Linked DNA regions of Mus musculus: region 2 is linked to region 1. A link is a contact called in public promoter capture Hi-C data. All regions are on one chromosome and are shown on one strand. The core of a region is the stretch at or near the end of the contact, and the rest is flanking DNA. Distances in the headings are between cores, read along the strand shown.

What was found. Promoter capture Hi-C pulls out the DNA fragments that hold promoters and counts their contacts.
Region 2: a promoter capture Hi-C map of frontonasal cranial neural crest shows a contact between it and region 1. The contact joins two enhancer-like sites. A contact is called at or near these places in 2 of 39 promoter capture datasets (cranial neural crest and frontonasal cranial neural crest) and 1 of 115 datasets of contacts at active chromatin or transcription factors (large pre-B cells).

What each region holds. Positions count from the first base shown.
Region 1 is chr4:121,078,434-121,081,756 of GRCm38.p6, reverse strand. It overlaps Zmpste24 (zinc metallopeptidase, STE24), which reads left to right. Exons shown (of 10, transcript NM_172700.3): 6 at 444-585. Among named protein-coding and RNA genes, the nearest start is that of Gm23540, 4.1 kb to the left of the region's middle. Within about 2 kb of position 1,691, at least 18 of the 459 cell types and tissues checked have an H3K27ac peak or open chromatin away from gene starts, as enhancers often do.
Region 2 is chr4:122,932,766-122,936,025 of GRCm38.p6, reverse strand. No RefSeq gene overlaps it. Among named protein-coding and RNA genes, the nearest start is that of Mfsd2a, 27 kb to the left of the region's middle. Within about 2 kb of position 1,940, at least 84 of the 459 cell types and tissues checked have an H3K27ac peak or open chromatin away from gene starts, as enhancers often do.

The DNA of each region.
Region 1 (3,323 bases), core at 442-2,941:
AAATACCATCTGTCCATTCTTCAGCTCCACTGGTGATGAGGGTTATTTCCACCTGAACTGTGTGGCGTTTGTTGCTTTATCTCTCACTGGTGGGATCGAGATCAGAAGATGAGCTACTTGTCTTTAAATACCTGTAATATGGCAGAGACGGAGAAAATACTCTAGAAGTGCCATTTCCACCAGCATGAACAAGGGTGTGTTATAATTGGCTTACAGTGCCAGAAATCCCCAAGAAAGGCTGCTGATTAGGCCCAGAGTTCTTAGTCACTGTTAGTAGCATTATCTTCTAAAATCCAGTTGACTTGTGTACAGTGTTATTACAGTGCTATTTTGATTTAATTTACTAAACAGATAATGTCCTGGGTGTTTGTTGGATGAACATAATTATATTATATAATTAAGTTGTTATTAATGAACAGTCTTTCCTGTTACTTATTTTTCAGGTTCTTGTCACCATTTATGCTGACTATATTGCCCCTCTGTTTGACAAATTCACACCTCTACCGGAGGGAAAGCTTAAGCAGGAAATTGAAGTGATGGCAAAGAGTATTGACTTCCCTTTGACTAAGGTGTATGTTGTTGAAGGTAAGGCTACCTGGAGGTGAGGAGAGTGGTCTGAGTACTCTGTTCTTAAGTCAGTCAGTCTTTATTATTTATGTTTGTTACTTAAAAAATAGGGTCAGATTTTACAGTTGGCTTTTTAAGATTTATAGAATCTGCACAGGAGAGATGACTCAACAGTTAAGACTCATGGGTGTTCTTCCAGAGGAGCCAAGTTAGATTTATAACATCTACATAGTGGCTCACAATTGCCTGTAATGTAAAATTTTAGAAATGAAATAAAAATACAGGGAAAAAAAAGATTTATAGGAACTTATGGCATTTCTTCATATAGAAACTGGTAGCCTGATGCCAAATCCAGTTTTTGTCTGCAACTCTGTTTGATTAACCATATAGTATTGTTCTTAATCTTTGTTCAAAGCCTTTTTACTATCTCATCCTGTACTGTATAGTAGACCAAAACTCACCCTATTGTCTGCCTGGCTCCTTTGGGTAATTGAATTGGACTCTTGAATGAATGATTAGCTATATAGCACTAGTTTAAAGGCTGCAAAACAAAACCAGTGTTCTTGGCTTTGTTTCCCCTAGCAGAGCATCAGTGTCCCAGGGGGACTCTAATCTGTGGCACCATCAGACACCTCACATTATTAAACTGTTTTTCTGTTTGCCTTGGGGAGTTAAGCCACCTGTTAGTTTCATAAGACTGATTAAGTTTCACGGAGGCTGCCAAATTAAGAGGATAACAGTTGGGTGTGTGTCAGGATTTCAGTTTAAAATAAATATAAAAGATTCTGTCTCAGCAGCTTACTAGCTATGGGATCTTAAACGAATCACTTCTTCCCTCTACCTTTCAACCGTGTGTCCTCTGAATGGTAGTTCTCTGTAAAAAAGCAAGCTATTCACTGTTGAGAGCTATGTGGCCTACAGTATTCTTCAGAGATTCAGTTCTATATGGCAGAAGCAGCCACAGACAGGGCATAAGCATGGAACCTGGCTGTGTTCCAATAAGACTACATGCAAACAAGCAGCACCTTGCATTTGATTTGAAGCCATAGTTTGCTGGTGCCTACTACAAACTAAACTGTTACCAATGAGAAGCAATTGCAAAGTGAAAGAACAGAGATGGCTGTCACTAGAATGAGCAGCTGCAAAAGTACGTCAGTCTGACAGGCCTCTGTAAGTCAGGGTAAAGAGTAGCCAAACCTGACCTCAGAATTACTCTACAATTGAGGTTGACCGTGAACTCTTGACCTTATTCCCTCGTGTTGGGATTATAGGTGTGAGCCACCACACACAGCCAGGAGACTGTCCTGGGCTTCTGCATAGGGATGCATTATAGGGCAAGGCAAGAACAGAAAAGAAGCACTAAGAGCAGTGAGAAGGCTATTTGGGCAGTCTAGACTAAATGAGGTCGGGTTGTGGTTGTGGTTGTTGTTTTCTTTTGTTATGTTTTAGACTTGCTCAAAGTTGATGAAGAAAAACAAAGAACGTTGCTGCCATTTGCTGATTTACATACAGGGAAATGAGGAGAGACATTAGGATAACTAACAGCCTGGATTTGATGTGGACAGTCATAAATGGCAGCTTGTTGAGAGGGAATAGAGTTTGAAGAAGAGTAGATTCATAAGGAACTAAGAGTTCTCATGTCTGTGCTAGTATTGAAATAGCTTTAAACACCATCTTAGTCATAGCTCTACAAGAGCTAGCGATTTAAGCAGAGGAATTTTTTTTTGGTTTGTTTTTGGGGGGGGGGGGGGTTGGTTTTTTTCGAGACAGGGTTTCTTTGTGTAGCCCTGGCTGTCCTGGAACTCACTCTGTAGACCAGGCTGGCCTCAAACCCAGAAATGAACTCAGAAATCCTCCTGCCTCTGCCTTCTAAGTGCTGGGATTAAAGGCGTGCACCACCACTGCCCGGCAGGAATTTCTTATTGATAACTACAACATCTCCAGAAAGCTCTTTGCCAACCTTAAGAAATGGACTTTTAGATGGGTGGTTATGGGCTCAGACTCATAGAGTGGAGCCAGTATGGATGGGGAGGTTACATTGTTACCACTGCAGAATCCTCTATTCAAGGCTTATATCACTTAATCTCATTGACAAGCACCTTGTCTTCCATGAGGACCTGAGTTTAATCTCCAGAATCCATATAAAAATGCCTTGTGTAGTGGCACTCAGTGGTATTCCCAGTGCTGGGGAGGTAGAGGCCAGAGGATCCTTGGAGCACACTGGCCAGCCAGTGTAGCCTAGGCCAATAAGAGGCCTAATCTCAAAGGAAGTAGATGGCATTTTGAGGATAACACCTGAGATTGTTCCGTGGCCTTCACGTGTTTCCAGCCTCAACACGGGGTCAGAGTTCTCAACTGGAAGCAGGGATATCTGGAAGGTACATAATAAACAGACACAGACTACTTTTTGGGTACAAACTGACAGGCAATTTTTCAAGGCTTAAAGTTACTCTCTCTTCTCTCTCTCAGAACTTGAGGCTGCACACACTCTGCATTCTCTTGCGCACTCTGCTTTTGTCCTGTATGTTTTTCTTTTCTTGAACTCCCACACTCCTACACACCCTTTCACTCACACACACACACACACACACACACACTCTTCACACACATCTCACATACATACACACACACACACACCACATGCACTCTCCTTTCACACACACACACAATCTCCATACACTCTCCACATTCCCTTCACTCACTTTTCACATTCACCTCATGCACACCTCACTCTCACCTCACTCACTCTCCACTTG
Region 2 (3,260 bases), core at 691-3,190, 1.9 Mb before region 1:
AATCTCGTGTTTTCCCAGAGATCAATAGTCTAGTATTAGCTAATTATTATTTGTGGAGACTTTAGAATATAGCTAGGAGGAGTAATAAAAACCAGTTGTACAGGTCTGTTTCCCCTGCTGGAGTGTGTGGTCCTTAGGACAAGGTCTAGGATTCGTGTCCTTAGGATCTAAATCAGTGTTGGGCAGTAGGATTCCGGAAAAAGAAACAGATAAGCAGCGATCTGGAAGAAGAGGTAGGAAGTTAGGGCTCTGCGTTTGGATCATATCTAGATTCCAGATTCTAAAGTCCAGCGCCTTTTCCTTCCAGGGCAGACAGGATAGGGCCATATCTCCAGAGCAATCAGAGAAGTCCCTGATTGCTGTTACCTAAAACTGTTTCCTGGGAGAGGCCTGGACTCTACAGAGCCTAGCCCTGGGCAAGCCCTGATTGCTCACCAGTTGGGGAAGTTGCTCTTCCTCTGACATAAATCCTTCTGGAACTAGCTCGGGGTGGGTGTGCCAGGTCCTCTCCATCGAGGTGATCCGCTGTGGCCAAGTGGCTTGAGAAGAGTCTTAGGTCTTGTAAAGTGGCCTGAGATCAGAGAAGTAGACGGGGACAGAAGGTCCTGACTTTCTAGTGGTTTCCTAAGAGATACAAAACTCAGGTCCTCTGTGACCCCCATCTTGGACCGTCACCACAACCACTGTACCTTCCCTTCAGAAACTTCCACGCAGCTTGAAAGACAGGGACAACCTGTCTTAGCCTCCAGGTTCTGAGAGGGGATGTGGACAGAAGCGGAATAGAATGTCAGTGGGGCATGGGGGATTTCTGTTCAAATTTAACATACTTATTTTTCACCAGAAATTTGTGTTTCCTCATTAAATCTGTTATTTTTCCCAAGGACCAAGCAAGACTCTTATCCTGTATCTACTTGTAAGAATGTGGTATTGCAATCTAGTCTGTATGTAAACTGATGACATGACCAAGTCATGGTGCCGTGTGGGGGAAGGTTTTTATTGTACCCATGAGAGCAAGAACAGCCAGAGGCATCTGGAAGACTCCTGAGCAGAGAGAAAATAAATAGACTGAACATGGCTGGTAGACTGGACTCGGCCAGGGCTACCTGTGAGAGAGTAGTGTGTGTATGTGTGTGGGGGGAGAGTTAGAGAATAGAAAAACCATAACAAGAGAAGCAGGCACAGAGCATAGAGAACACATAGCGAGAATAGCAAGACTATAAAGAGAATGAGTAGCTGGGGGGGGGGGGCAGGGGGAGTTTAGATTCGGGGAGGCAGTAAGAAGGGCTGGGATACTGGCATGGACTCTGAAATATATAGCAGGTGCTTGTGATATGGGGGAGCCTGGAGGCCAGCATGAGCTTTGCTATGCTGATAGTTAGCCACACACACATCCCTTCTACCAGAGGTAGATAGGAACCAGCTTCTCAAGTTGCTGAGCTGCAGTGGCTTTTATCTGACCACTAGAAATCCTCCTACGGCCCAGGTTGGGCTCATTTCTGGATATTTGGACTATGGTTTGGAGTTTGGGGAACTGGAATTTCCTTCTGACCCAACAGTCTGTAGTCTATATATTAGACCACAAGGTGCAGCAGCTTCCTCGACCCCTTTCAGAGATGTCTACAAGGCACTCTACCGACTGTCCCTGTCTGTGAGAGGATCCTGGTACCAGAATTCTCACCTGGGAAGTGAGTTTGCATTGTAAGAAACATTAAATATTAGCCCTTTCTGTCAAACACTGTAAACCTCAAATCTTTTTATCTCCCCCACCTTATAAAACTTACATTACACAGAGTTCCTGCTGCATTCTCAGAACTCAAGTTCTGCATTCTCAACGCTTGGTTTCCTTCATGTCCCCCCCCCCCCCCCCGGATTCTTTTAAAACTAGTCAATCATGAAAGACTGTGAGGTCAGGCCCCAGCCCCCGCCACAGCAGACAAGGTGCAGTTACCACCTGCTTTAGAGTAAAAGCTGAGGGCATTTCCTGTCTCTGTGTGTGTCTTCTTCCTCTGTTGTAAGTCCTGTACTTTTTTTTGAGACAAGGTTTCTTTACATAGCTGTGACTAGACTGGAACTTACCATGTAGACATGCTGGCCTCAAACACACAGAGATCTACTTACCTCTGCCTCCTGAATGCTGGGATTACAGGTCTGTGCCATTATGCCTGGTCTTTTAAAAACTACTTTCATTTATTTATTTTTATGTGTATAGGTGTCTTGTCTTGCCCTCTGTCTTTTGTGTCTGTCTGTCTGTGTACCATATGTGTGCCTGGTACCCATGAAGGTCAGAGAAGGGCTTTGGATCCCCTGGAACTGGAGCTGCAGACAGCTGTGAGCCACTATGTGCTGGGAACAGAACCTGAGTCCTCTGGAAGAGGAAGCCAGTGCTCTTAATCGCTGAGCCATTTCTCCGGCCCTCCACTCACCACTCCCCCATCCATTTATTCATGGCACTACTAACTCTTCTAATACACTCCTTACTCCCCAGTAATCCATCTTAGTGTTATCTTGAGTCCTGCCCCAACCTCACTTTCCAAAACCTATTCTTCACCCCTTCATTTCCTTCTTCCCAGCAGTCTGATTTCTAGCAAATGGGCTTGGTCATTTGGGAGGATCTGAGCCTGCTCTCTAGTTCCCTAAATTGACCCAGTGACCAAGGAAGAGCCCAACCTTTACCTGGTCAAATGCTGCTTCCGGGTAGCTGGGTGTCTCTGTTTGCATATGCCTTTGGCAGACAGCTCATCAGAGTCTGAGGTTGACTTTCGTTTCTAGAGTGGTATTAAAAAGATCTTCCTGTCTTGAATGTTATATCTCTGTTACTGGAAAATTTGGGGAAATCCCATCAGAGTCACTAATGCTCAGGAAATCAGAGTCCCCTCTTGGGCTTTTTAGTCTCATTAGTAAGAGAATTTAAAAGCAGACTCAAATGGAAGCCCAGGGACAATTTTATTCGAAAGAAAAACCTGTACAGCATGACAACTGCTAGGAGGAGGAAGACAGAGAAGAAAAAAGCTGAGCCATTTGAGTTAAGCCATCGTGAATGTCAACTACATCATGGCAGACAAGGAAGGGGACTTCAGAGGAAGAGTGAGGAGCCCAAAACGCTAGAGGAACCATTCTTAGGCTCTGGTCAGCACCCAAAACAGATAAGAGCACCAACTGCTCCTTCAGAGGACCCAGGTTTGATTTCGGCAAACAGATTGCATCTTGAAACTGCCTGTAACTCATGCAGGTGGTACACAGATAAATATGCAGGACACATA